Linked DNA regions of Sus scrofa: all the other regions are linked to region 1. Evidence: chromatin contacts called from public HiChIP or PLAC-seq data. All regions are on one chromosome and are shown on one strand. Each heading gives the region's core, a stretch centred on a gene start, on an enhancer-like site or on the middle of the called end of the contact. The rest is flanking DNA. Distances are from core to core; before and after follow the strand shown.

Region 1 (4,302 bases), core at 560-3,059:
GTCAGTTTCTTCACTGCTGAGCCATGACAGGAGCTCCCATCTGGCTCATGAGTGTCCAGTCAATTTTTCACGTATATCGGGCATTTGCTGAATCATAAGTCGTAGTGACTCTGGACCATCCCTCACCGAAGAGTCTTGACTTCTGTTAGCTGGCAGTTCACTCTGACTTTTTATGGGCTTAGTTTTAAACTCTGTTAGGTTGGATCTGAGGACTGTCCACGGTGGCCCCGAACCCCTCCACCTTGGCAGGATTCAGTGTCCAAACTCTGTCTCTCTTGCAGACCTTGACACTCTGTTAAGGCCAGTGTAGCGGAGGCCATATTTTAGGGTAAAGGTCAGCAGTCTGTGACTCAATGCCACGTTTAGGCCACGCCCTGTTTCCACATGACCCTTCAGCTAAGAATGGCTTTTACATTTTAAAATTTAAAAAGCCAAAGAAAAATGTACGACCAAGACTGTATGTGGCCTGCAGAGCTAGAGCACTGATCTGGCCTCAACCTAGTGTCTCAGCTGAATGCCCTGGGTATTGAGAGCATCAACCAGGCTGTTCCTCTAGGCTGGCTGGGTCTCCAGCCTTTGTGCCATTCTTGACTCCACGACACCACTTCCTGTTAAGTCCTATGGAATCTCACCCAGCGAGTGCTGAGCCCAGCTGAAGCCAAAGGCTAAAGAGGACACCCCCACCCCGGATTTCTGGTCCTCCATCCTCAGCTCCTTCCCCGCCAGGGCTCTGTCTCACAGGCTCCAGCTGCCCTCAACTCTGACCTTTGCCTCTTACCCTGGCCACAGTGCACTATGCACATTCAGCAGCTGTGTTCACAAACAATTTCACTCGTGTTGCCTTTACTTCATTTGCAAAGGTTACCCCACACCTACTCTCCTTGCCTAAGACATGGAGGTGCAGCTAAAGTCGGATTGTGTTTTGTGGCGTTCCCAGGAGGTACCTACTCCCTGGGAGGCTCTGGGTGGCTAGGGGTGGGGAAGGGTTGGGACACAAGTCAGCGGCAGTCCCTTATTCGGGAACTTTAGTGTCACGGAGACAGGAAACTAGCCTTGTGGAAACTCAAGAGAGGTGCTTCCTTCCAACTATGGGGGGGACTTAGTGAAATTCGGCTGTCAGGCCAGCACAGAGGAGGAATCGTGGTGCGGGAGGGTCTTTGGTTGTACTGAGAAGTTGTATGCTCTCGTCCTTCTTCATGGAAACAACATTATTTCTTAAAACCAGTATAGCAAAACCAACAAACCAAGACCAAGGGTTCTGCAAAGGGTGTGACTGCCATTGAGCTCAGTGATGGGAATTAACCCGGTGTCTTCACTGACTCCCTGACTTGACCCAGGCCTCCGGCCTCCGGCCAAGTCACCAGGCTAGCTAATGGGCAACAGTCCCACACGGGCGATCCCACACGGGCGAGTCCCCTTGGTGTGGCCAGTGACCCCAGGGCGGGCGGTGCCCGTGTGCGCACGGGCTGACGGCGACCCCCGGGGCGTCCTCGGCGTCGGGCACTGGGGGCAGGGGTGGGGGAGTGGTGGGCAGTGCTCGTGGGCGCCCCGCGGCGCGTCCCGGCTGCCCCCCTCAAGCCAGCCCTGCCCGTCTGCCCGAGGGCGCCGGCCTGGGGGGAAGCTCCCCGCCGTGAAGCCCCCACGGCGCGGGACCCGCGCGGGCTTCGGCCGCCGAGGCGCAAAGGGAACCTCCGCCGAGACGCGCGCAGCCGCTGCCGCCTTTCCGTCGCCGGAGGGCGCCCGCGGGGCGGAAGGGCCGCCCCTTTCAGCCGCGCGCCCCGGAAGCGGTAGCGCCGCGCGCCGGCGCCGGAAGTGGATGCGGCGGGCGGCGGCGGCGGCGGCAGCGGCGACGGCGGGCGGCTGTGCAGCTGCCTCGCGCGGCCCGGCGGGCGTCGCTGTCGGGGCCGCGGCGTCTCTCAGCCTCGGGCTGGCCCCCCGCGGCCTCGGGCTGCCCATGGGGCGCGGGGGACCGGGCCGGTGACGCCGGACGCCCATGGACGCCCCTGAGGAGCCGCTGCCGCCGGTGATCTACACCATGGAGAACAAGCCCATCGTCACCTGTGAGTGCCCGGCAGCGCGGGAGGGGGCGGCGGCCGCGGCGGGCAGCCCGGCCCGGGTCCCCGACCCCTCGGCCCCCGCGGCCCGGCCCCCGCTCTCCTGGCCCGGTCGCTTCCTGGAATGGAGGTGTGGCCGGGGCGGCGGCGGCGGCGGCGGCGGGGCCTCTGAACCCGCAGGCGACCTTCGACCTCTCCGGGGCCGACCTCCGACCTCAGCGCGGACGCCCTCCCGGGTTGTCCCGCTGCAGGTGGACCGCGCCGGTGACGCGGTGCGCCCGGCATGGAGGGCGCGCCCCGTCCGGCCGCAGGCCAGGCAGCTCGCCCCGCGCCCGGGGCCCGTCCTGACTCCAGCGGAGACGATCTCCCCCCGGCGCACGGTGCCCCCGGTCCCGACGTGGGTTCTCTGGCTGCGAGCGTGGACGAAGTTTGCGTGCGGGCATCGTGTTGGAAGACGTGGGTTTGCACTTCAGTAAAGCGGTGGATAGTGGGACGCAGGGGTCCGTCGGAGCGCGGCACAGACGCACTTGCTGGGGCACGACGGCCCCGACGGCGAGGCGCTGCGAGCCGAGACCCGCTGCACGGGCGGCCTCCTTGGCTCTTCCCCGCAGGCCCCGCCGAGGCGCTGGTGCAGAGCAGAAACCCACTTTACCGACGAGGCCGTTAAGGTTGGGGCGCTCATCCACGCTCTGGACTGCTAGGTGGGTGGGTGTAGGGTTTTTAGGGTTTTGTTTGGGGGCTGCGTCTATGCCTGCCCAAAGGAATTGTTTTTCTTTTACGGAAAAAACTTCCTCTGATTCCTCCAGTTGTAGCTTTAGAATGAAATACTTTCACAAGCACTGAGCTTATGGCAAGCGTTGAAATATTGGCTGACATTTTAATGGTTTGCGGAGAGGTTTGTTGCACGGGTAGGATTTTTGACTTTTGACAGTGTTCTCATCTTCAGTGAGTTTTTTCAAATAGCCTTCCGTGCTTTGAAAGGAAGCAGTCTTCCTATAGCAAAATCTGGGCACTTAGGCCACAGTGGATCGTTCTGTAGGTTTTGACAACTCCTGTTTCTCCCCCCCCCCCTTTTTTTTGTGAATAGTGGATACTCCTTATGCCTCCTCTTGTCAAGTCCCTGAGAAATTGTATATTTAAAGTTTAAGTTTGTTGCTTTATCTTTAGCTGCTAAACTTTCTTAGGGAAATGGACTGTGTCGCCTCTAAACTTGGACACTTGCGTAGTTCAGCAAAGCTGTTTTCTCTCTTCACTGGGACACTGGGCAACTGAAAGGCTTACCCAAGACCACACCTTCCGTCCCAGAGAACTGGGGGTGTGTAGAGCTGATGAGGAGGCTGTGCCCTTGGCAGGTGCTGTCCATGGCCTCGGGGAGGAGGGCCGGGCTCCAGGTGGTCTTCTGTCAGGTGTCAGTGTCTTTCAGACCCTGGGGAGTCCTCCCCAAGGGCCTGCTTGCCCTGAGCGCCGGGTCAGTGCTGCTTGTAGAGGCATCCCCGTATCTGTCTAGATGTCACACCCTCAGCTGACGTCATCACAGCAGTGTGTCTGTGGGCAGATGTAAAACACACCTGAAGAGAAAGTTCCTAAAGCTCCGTTGGAGTCAACCTTGACCCAGTGGGGAAATCCTCATCTTACTGTTTGCTTGTGAGTTTCATGTTTACGCACATGTGGGGCAGACAGCTAAAGGACAGTTTCCTTTCCTGCAGATTTATTGGAAAAGCTCTGTGGGTGGAGGTTCGCCCAGGGTTTAAAGCCTAATGAATACGCATTGTCTGCACTCCCGGTACCTCTGTTGTAAAAGGCACAACCATTCATTCATTGGAGTCTCCGTAAACTTTCAGAGAAAGTTAGCTTGAGACGTAAAAAAGATCCCTTTAAAAGTTGAAGATTTTTTTGCCTTTTGGAAAGGCTGACTTCACTGTTCACACTTGGAATTAGCTTCGGGAGATCCGGGACTGAAGCCGCGTGAGCTCCTGTTGTCCCGGTTGTGCTTCACCTGCTCTGCATCTCGTGCCCTTCTTGTAGCTGCACATGCTTGGCAGCGAGCAGCTGGTCTAAGCAATTTGGCCAAGGATAGTAGGAAAATTGCTTTTAAAAAGTCCAGCCAGAGACTTTGCTGTTATGTACACAGCTCCCTTAGAAGGCGGCAGTTTAGTTTTCAAACGTCTGCTTACGTCCTCTCCTTGCCTGCTTTTCCAGCCGTGGCACCCCGAGGAGGTCCGGCTTTGTTCATTGTCAAAGGAAAGCA
Region 2 (4,302 bases), core at 969-3,468, 210 kb before region 1:
GTCCACAAAGATGAAAACACACACTGTCCCACCTGCGCAGAAGAGTCAACACAGGCCTGACTGCTATCCTTAGAAAGTCCAGCTTACAAGTGTGGCCCTCAGCCAGCCTCTGGGAATGGGGGACTTGCAGAAGGTCCCTTTACCCTGTGATAAGAGTGCCTCGCTTTCCCCTAAACTGTTTGTCCAAACAACATGAAGTGTGCTGGACATCTGCTTTCCCTCTGGGAGTCTGGAACTTGGGGATGAGCCTGGCAGCCTAGGCTCTGCTCTCACAAGCTCTCTCTCTTTTTCTGGGGCCGTGCCTCTGGCACATGGAAGTTCACAGGCCAGGTTTTGAACCCAAGCCACAGCAGTGACAATGCCAGATCCTTAACTGCTACGACACGGGGGAACTCCTAACAAGCTCCTTCTGACATTTTTTTGGTGTGTTGTCGCAGCTAGCTCTCACTCTACAAGACCTTTCCCTGTGCTTGCTCCCCTTTTGCCATAATTTTTTTTTTTTTTCCTTTTGTAGGGCCGCTTCCCGCAGCACATGGAGGTTCCCAGGCTAGGGGCTAATCAGAGCTATAGACGCTGGCCTACACCAGAGCCACAGCAACTCGGGATCCAAGCCTTTGTGTCTGAGACGTACACCACAGCTCAGGGCAACGCCGGATCCTTAACCCATGGAGCAAGGCCAGGGATGGAACCTGCAACCTCATGGTTCCTAGTTGGATTTGTTAACCCACTTCGCCACGATGGGAACTCCCCCTTTTGCCATAATTAATCACATCCATGAGTCTTCCTCAGTCCTGCTGCTCCCCCGACACATGGCCCTTTACAGAAAGAGTCGGCTGAGGCCCATTCTCCCAAACACTACCGTCACCCCTAAGACAACAGCTCTTCTGCAGTGTAGACTAACGTCTAGCCTATGAGCAAGCTCTCCCAGTCATTCCCAAAGGACCCCAAAATATATATATTTTTCCCACTCAGCAGCATATAGAGTTCCTGGGCCAGGGATCCAAGCTGAGACTGCCAGATCCTTAGCCCACTGTGGCCCCCAGAGATGGAACCTGTACCCCAGCCCTCCAGAGGTGCACCTGATCCTGTTGGGCCTCAGCCAGAACTCCCCAAGTGAATTTTTAGCTTTTTAAAAAACCAGGATCCAGGGTCATCATGGCTCAGCAGTAACGGACCTGACTAGGATCCTTGGGGATGCAGGTTCCATCTCTGGCCTTGCTGGGTGGGTGAAGGATCCAGCATTGCCCTGAACTGTGGTGTAGGTCACAGACGCGGCTCAGATCTAGCGTTGCTGTGGCTGTGGCTATGGCCTGGGACCTTCCATATGCCACGGGTGCGGCCCTAGAAAGCAAAAATAAATAAACCAGGACCCAATCGAGATTTGCATATTGCACCCCCCCCTTTACACATGCTTCACCCATGCCTGCCTTCATGGCGTAACTGTGAAGAAAGTCGGACTCTCAGGGCTGGGATCCAGATTGCCTCCTCGACGGGCCTTCCTCCATGTCCTGAAGCTGGGGTGCACTCCAACAGGCTGGACGAGGTCAGAGCAGCCCACCCCACCTGTGCTGCTGCAGGGTTGGGGTGCCCGCCAGCGGTGGCACACCACTGCAGGTGGCGGGACCGTCCCACAAACCCGGTCCCTGACCACTTCCCTGGGCTGTTGTGGCACTTTCTTTTTCTTTCTTTGGTTTTTAGAGTCGCACCCCGAGCACATGGAAGTTCTAGGCTAGGGTGTTGAATCAGAGCTGCAGCTGCTGGGCTACATCACAGCCACAGCAACAACTGGATCCTTAACCCACGGAGCGAGGCCAGGGATCGAACCCTCAGTCTCACGGTTCCCAGTCGGATTCGTTTCCCTGTTGGGGCATTTTCTCAGGACCTTCTCGGAACCAACGATTCACTGGAGGCTGCGCAGGGTCTTCCGCCACCTCCACCTCCACCGCTCCTCTGTCTCTGCTCCCTGACATTCACTGCTAAGGCAGGGCCTTCCGTCAGCAGCTGGGGGTGAACTACAGCCACCCACCCTCAGCAAAATAATATAATAATAATAATAATAATAAAAGGCGGGCAAACGCTTAAGGACATCCCTTTAATACCCAGGGTCCAGAGTGAAAGTCCGCCAACACTGACGCGGCATTGTCGTTGCGGGCCACGGCCACTAGGAGGTGGTGGCGTAGGCCCCGGCGAGGCCGGCGCGGCCCGGTGACGTCAGACTCCGCGCCGGAGCTAGGCCCGCGCAGGCTGTGACATCACGCCGCGCGCCCAGGCGAAGCGGTGCGGTAGCGGAGGTTGAGGGGTCTCCACGCGGTCGCTATGGGTCCGCGGGTGCAGCTTCCGCCCGAGATCCAGCTGGCGCAGCGCCTGGCGGGGAACGAACAGGTGACCCGGGACCGGGCGGTGAGGAAGCTCCGGAAATACATCGTCGCCAGGACGCAGCGGGCCGAAGGTGGGCGCGGTTCGGCGAGTTGGGGGCGGAGGGGGCCGGGGGGGCCTGAGGGGCCTGGCGGGCAGGGGGACGCGGGGCGTCCGCGGCCCCGGCCCCTTCCAACGGCGTGGGTCTTCCACGTGGTCGGGCCGTGCGCGCGGGGCCTGCGTGGGTGCTTCCACCCGCTTGCCGCCCACCCTCGCTGCTTTGAAGGTTCTCGGCGCTCACTTTGTGTTGCGGTGACCGCGTGTCCCTCAGCGTGGACTCCCGCTCCCCAGCCCCTTAGCTCCTTTTCCCAGCTCAGACCTGCCTTCTCTGGGAACCAGTCCCCCTTCCCAGCCCTCAGTCCATATATCCCGCTATCCCTGGTACCCACTGTTTGGGCACCGTTTATTTTCCCCTCAGAGCGGCATTTTTCAGTGTTGGAGGTTTTCTCTCGTGTCCGAGTTTCACTGTGGTTTGCGCTGCTCAGAGAACGTGCTTCTTAAGCGTTCTATATAACAGTGGTTCTCAAAATGTGACTCCAGCTGCAGCTGGTCATTTGTTAGAAATGCAGATTCTTGGCAGGTGGGCCAAGAGTGTGTTTTAAGAAACCCTCTGGGTGATGGGATCCTTTTGCTAAAGTCTGAGAACCATTGCCCAGGAACATTGCCAGACACCGTAGTCAGGACCCCAGTGTGTTCCCAGTGAGTGACTTTATACATCCGCTTTCATAACTAGTCTGAAGTAGCTAACTTGTAATTGAAGATTTGAAAAGCGGGAGTTCCCTTTGTGGCTCAACAGGTTAAGAACCCAGCTGGTATCCATAAGATGCAGGTTTGATCCCTGGCCTGGCTCAGTGGGTTAAGGATCCGGCATTGCCATGAACTGAGGTGTAGGTCACAGATGTAGCTCTAATCTCTCATTGCTGTGGCTGTGGTGTCGGCCGGCAGCTGCAGCTTGGATTTGACCCTTAGCTTGAGAACGTCCATATGCCATGGGTGCGGCCGTAAAAAGACAATAGACAAACAAAGAAAAATCATAGATCTCTGGTGTGACACTGGGCGAATTGTTGCCAACACGTTTGCCTGTGTAGCTACCATCCAGCCTAGGAAATGGTGGCTCCGTCAGCTTTGAATCTGTGAAAGTGGAGTACTGTGCCTGGTGCTTGAAGATCTGTCAGTGTTCACAGAATGAATGAACCTGTGCCCTGGGGGGTCCCTCCAGCCCTAGGCCAGCAGGTTCTGGGTTAGGGAGATGGCTGGGACGATGGGGGGTAGGGAGAGGTACCATTACAGTAAGAGGACCTGGGTCTGATTCAGGCCGTCACATTTTCTCTGGCTGTGTTCTGGCTCTAGAAGGTTGGGTTCAGGAGTTCCGGTTGTGGCTCAGCAGTCACGAACCTGATTAGTGTCCATGAAGTTGCAGGTTCAATCCCTGGCCTCGCTCAGTGGGTTAAGGATCCGGCATTGCCATGAACTGTGGTGCAGGTCACAGATGCAGCTCAGATCCGGCATTGCTGTGGCTGTGGTGTAGCCTGGCAGCTGTAGCTCTGATTAGACCCCTAGCCTGGGACCCTCCATATGCTGCAGGTACGGCCCCTAAAAAGTCGAACTAAATAAATAAATGGTTGGTCTGTTTGTGTTGCAGGTAGCTTCACACATGATGAGCTGCTGAAGGTGTGGAAAGGCCTGTTTTACTGCATGTGGATGCAGGACAAGCCACTCCTCCAGGTGAGGGGAGGGGAAGGCGGTGAGGGGCTGAGGCAGCAGCTACAGTGAGGCACCGTGAGCAGATGTTGGCCCCTTTTGACCACAGCAAACACGCTGGGCCGAGATTTGTAGCTTTAGTATATATTTACGTATGTAGGCAGAGGGGCCAGGGCCTTTGGGTGC
Region 3 (4,302 bases), core at 741-3,240, 190 kb after region 1:
TTAGAGACTAGTCTATGTTGTTCTTTTTAAAAAAAATCCCAGAGACCCAAACATGAGGTCTCCGGCTTTGCTTATGGCTGCCCCCCAGCATATGGAGTTCCCAGGCCAGGGATCAGATCTGAGCTGCAGTTGCCACCTAAGCTGCAGTTGCCACCTAAGCTGCAGCTGCACCAACGCCAGATCCTTGACCAACTGTGCCGGGCCAGGGATGGAACCTGCATCCCAGCGCCACAGTGGGAGCTCCAGCTCTCTGGCTTTGTGAAGCACCTCGTCCAGGGCAGCCCTGGCCTCCCGGGACCCTCCCCAAGTCACTTCCCAGAAGCCTGCAGCCCACATCAGTCCCCAGCCTCTCATGCCCCCAGCACGTCCCGTCACGGGGACCTATGACCCCAACCCAGATGTGCTCCTGGGGCCATCTGCCCATTGTGCTCTATCTCAGCTGCTGACGGGAGCCAGGTCCCTCAGGGTGTTTAGACGGGGGTTGGGGGGCACCAAGGGGACCAGAGGAGGTGAAGGTGTGCCCACACTCTACATGCAGGTGACAGGTGGCGATCCCAGGAAACGCCGGGAAGGAAGCAGGGTCCTGGAGGAAACCCGCTGGGGTGCCCCTGAAATCCCCCCGAACCGCCGCCAGGTGGCCCGCAGATGCGGGAGCAGGTGGCCCGCATCTCTAGGAGGGGCAGCACCGCAGGAAAGCCCGCTTCGCAGGCCCTCGGGAAAGAGTGTGGTCAGCATGGCTCTTGAGGGCGCTGGACGCAAGCTCATTAATGGGGTGTCGGCTGAGCCAGGGCCTGTCCCATCTCTGCTGCTCGGGGGCCCTCGTGTCACCATCCCATCCCCTACCGACCTCCTCCCTGCGAGGGAGGCCCCCGCTGGGCCTGGGGTGAGCTCCCAAAATGCTCCCGGTGGGGCGTCTGAAGGGCACAGCGGGGGAGCGGGGGGAGAGGGCGCAAAGACACTGTCCTGGGCTTTGCGGGGGGCGTGACGGAGGGGCCTTCTCAGGCTCGGGGTGGGGTGGGGGGGTGCCACCCCGGACTCAGTCCCAGGGGCAGAGCAGGCCCCCCACGCTGGCTTTTTCCTCACCGCTCTGGCCCCTTAGACCCTCTGTCCAGGTGAGAGGCTGTGTCTGTGTGGGGTCGAGGGACCAGGGCCCTCCGGTCCCAAGGCCACAGGAGGAGGCGCCCCGGCCCTCTCCCTTCTGCAGTGACAGCCCGGGCCGGAGCTGGGTGCTGCTGAGGCGTTTTCAGGCCCTTCCTCCAAGGCCGCCGTCCAGGACGGCAGGAAGGAGTGGGCTTCGAGGAGCCCGAGCACTCGGAGGATGTCTTCAAACCCTCGGCGCTTTGTTTAGGGGGGCAGGGGGCTGAGCGCCCTCCCGGGCAGTTGGGGGCCGTGCAGTTGCCCCTCTCCTCTCTCCCACTGCGGGTCGACTCCTGCCTGACCGCCCCCCCCCACGTCGGCCCTGCTGGGGGCTGCCCCGCCCCTCCCCAGGTCCCAGCAGCGCCCCTGGAGGACCCGTCCAGCCCGCTTTCGCCTCGCCGCCCGCAGGCACCAGCGGCACTCACCTCCCTTCTCACCACGTTGGTGACATCGTCCAAGTGCCTCCGCGTTCCCGCCTCAGAACCGTTTTCCAAGAAGCCCAAACTCATCAGCTCTGCTGGGGAGCAAAGAGGACCCAGGAGGGCTGCCGCTGGCCGTGACCCCACGCAGGCCCAAAGGACCAGCGCTTGATCAGAAAACACGCCTGTCTTTCGACCCCTGTGTGTGTGGGGACAGAGCTCCCCTAGCGCGTGGCGGCGCACTCACCCTTCGTCTTTCCAGGGACGTGACAGGGAACCAAGACTGACGACATCGGCTGCGTTATCACTTATTACGCAACCAAACTCTCCGAGGGGTGACTTCAGAAAGTCAGCGGTGCGTGGCCAGGCCAGGCCTCCCTGGCTGCAGTGTCACTTTCTAGGTTAGGAAACCCCGGGGGGGTGGCAGCCCACACGGATATCGCTCGGCCAGGCTGTGACACGGCTGGCGGCAGGGGTGGAAGCCCAGCCCAGAAAGGACCTCCTACACTGAACAAAGGATGATGGCTGGGTAGCGCCCGGAAGGCTGGGCGGCCGTGGGCCATGACCCCTGGGTGCCTTCAGGGCCAAGCTGCTTCCGATGGTGCGTCTCGGGCCGGGTCCACAACTCGGGTGTGACGGAGGTCCCTGACCGCACTACCCAGGGTACTTGCACAGCGCGAGCCGGGTGCATCCTCCCCGCCCCTGGGACATAGACCGAGCAGTATTTTCCATGGATTCTTCTGATGCCTGCGGGGCCCAGAGGAATCCAAAGGATTTCCCAAGGCACCAGTGGGGGTGGAGGGGTTGTCAGGGCTCGGACTCCCAGGCAAGGCTGGAATGCAGCACGGGACCAGCCTGGGCCAGCTGGGTGACTGGGGAGGGAGCTGGCAGCCCTGGGAAGGGGGCTGCCGCAAGGTGGTCAGGTGAGCGGAGGGAGGCGTCAGAGGTGTGGTGGCCTCCGGCTGCCCTTGGCAGAGAACCTGGGCCCCAGGGCCCTCATTCTGTCACTTTATTTACAAGGCTGTAGGAATGAGCCCTGGGTACTCCTGAACCCCCCAAGTCCCCCACCTCCGGAAAATGACCCTCATTTCACAGGGGTCAGCCCCCAGCCCCCCTTTGCCTTCCACGCTAGCACACGTGCGCACGCGCGCGCGCGCACACACACACACACACACACACGAACACGCATACACCAGGTCCCCTGTGGGTCTCGCTCCAGGCAGCCCCATCTTCCAGTGCGGGTACTTGGATGTCACTGGACTCACCTTTCTTGATATCCCCAAAAAGGGACAGCACGCGGACGGGCTCTCTCTTCCACACAGGCACAGTTTTGTACATCTCAAGGGGACTCTCCTATTTGGATTTTTCGAAAAACGGTGTTCTGATGACTGCCGGGTCACAGCACCCATGAGAGACAAGGAGAGTTCCTTCTGGGCCAGCAGAGGCATTTCCCCGTGAAGGGAGACACCCGTGCCCTGGGGGCGGCCCTGCCCTGACTGCTGCCCCCAGGCCTCCAGAAGACCGCCCCCCCACCCCCAGGCTGGGGGCCTCCTCCCTGCCCCCACCCAGGCATCTCCAGCACAGGACTGGCAGTGCCGGGGCTTTCCCTGATGGGACAGAAGCTAATTCTATCCTGAGAGGAAGCCCTTCCCTGTGTTTCTGAGGCCTGGACTCACCTGAGCCCTCCCTGTCCCCTGTGTGGGCTCTGAAGGCGACCGGCAGAGGACCCCACCCAGGCCAGCTGCTGGCCTCTGGGTGCAACGGAGGTGCCGGCAAGGCCTGGGTAACGCGGCCCTCCCCCGTGGGGCACGAGCCAGCAGACATCTTGTGGGTCCATGTGTGAAACGGGCACCCCCAGAGCCCGTGCCCCCCAGGAGGTTCACTGAGAGGGTGCCTGGCCTCCAGCGAGCACAGCATTAAGCTGCAGATGGGAGACCAAGCTTGAGCAGGGGGGCTGCCTGGAGTCGGAGCAGATGGCTGGAGCCCAGCACAGGCAAGGACTGCAGGAGGAAGGGCAGGGGGTGCTGGGCTGCCCGCAGGCACCGGGAGATGAGGAGCGCAGGGCAGATCCAGCGCAGGCACAGCCCTGATGGACCCTTGGGGATGTGTGTCCTGACTCCCCGCATTCTCTAGCCTGCACCCCGCCCTGGGCCGGCATTCACAGCAGCCCTGAGAATCAACTCCTCCCTTGGACATGAAACTCACCCCCCCGCCCGCTCCCGCTGCCATTTGTGGCCCAGGGTCCTTTCTGCACCGAGATGGACAGTTTCTGCCACAAGTGAAAGAGCCTCCAAGAAGGGCAGGTGCCCTGTTCCCATCCAGTGTCAGGGCGTGCTGGGCGGGGTGTCCACCGGATGCCCCCATGGTGGGTCCAGCAATGCCATGGGGGACTCTCCAGACAGGCCTGGCCACAAACCACAGGGAAAAGAACCCCTGGCCGGCGTGGGCCGCAGGCTGCCCCAGAGCGGCACCCATCCCTCCCTACGGCGTGGCCACCCTCCCTCCGCCTCTGAGTCCCCCAGGCCTCCCCCTCCTCCTCCTCAGCCACCGCCCTGCACAAAAGCACGACCTCCCTCAGCTGAGATCCTCAACTACGTCACGTCTGCAAAGAGCCTGTCTTTACAATCAGTGAGGAGCCCAGGTAGCCGTGACCAGGCCTGGGCTGTTTCTTTGTGGGGGACACACAGCTCGACACCCTGAGATGAGCTCCTGCCCGGCTCCTGGCTCCTGGCCTCCATCCGCTGGA

Evidence for each region. HiChIP or PLAC-seq counts read pairs in DNA pulled down with a chosen protein or histone mark.
Region 2: a contact with region 1 is called in an H3K27ac HiChIP or PLAC-seq map of alveolar macrophages. The contact joins the promoter of RRP1 here to the promoter of TRAPPC10 in region 1. A contact is called at or near these places in 2 of 5 promoter capture datasets (fetal skeletal muscle and liver) and 1 of 2 datasets of contacts at active chromatin or transcription factors (alveolar macrophages).
Region 3: an H3K27ac HiChIP or PLAC-seq map of alveolar macrophages shows a contact between it and region 1. The contact joins the enhancer-like site here to the promoter of TRAPPC10 in region 1. A contact is called at or near these places in 7 of 47 Hi-C or Micro-C datasets (alveolar macrophages, embryonic fibroblasts, heart right ventricle and 4 more) and 2 of 2 datasets of contacts at active chromatin or transcription factors (alveolar macrophages and skeletal muscle).

The regions. Positions count from the first base shown.
Region 1 is chr13:206,934,502-206,938,803 of Sscrofa11.1, forward strand. It overlaps TRAPPC10 (trafficking protein particle complex subunit 10), which reads left to right and starts at 1,810. Exons shown (of 23, transcript XM_021071078.1): 1 at 1,810-2,060. The coding sequence starts at 1,994.
Region 2 is chr13:206,720,373-206,724,674 of Sscrofa11.1, forward strand. It overlaps RRP1 (ribosomal RNA processing protein 1 homolog A), which reads left to right and starts at 2,219. Exons shown (of 13, transcript XM_021071076.1): 1 at 2,219-2,449; 2 at 4,058-4,140. The coding sequence starts at 2,317.
Region 3 is chr13:207,125,666-207,129,967 of Sscrofa11.1, forward strand. It overlaps DNMT3L (DNA (cytosine-5)-methyltransferase 3-like), which reads right to left. Exons shown (of 15, transcript XM_021071081.1): 10 at 2,822-2,909; 11 at 1,563-1,654. Among named protein-coding and RNA genes, the nearest start is that of ICOSLG, 12 kb to the left of the region's middle. Within about 2 kb of position 1,991, at least 13 of the 83 cell types and tissues checked have an H3K27ac peak or open chromatin away from gene starts, as enhancers often do. A contact at or near this core is called in alveolar macrophages and retroperitoneal adipose tissue, where this site is marked.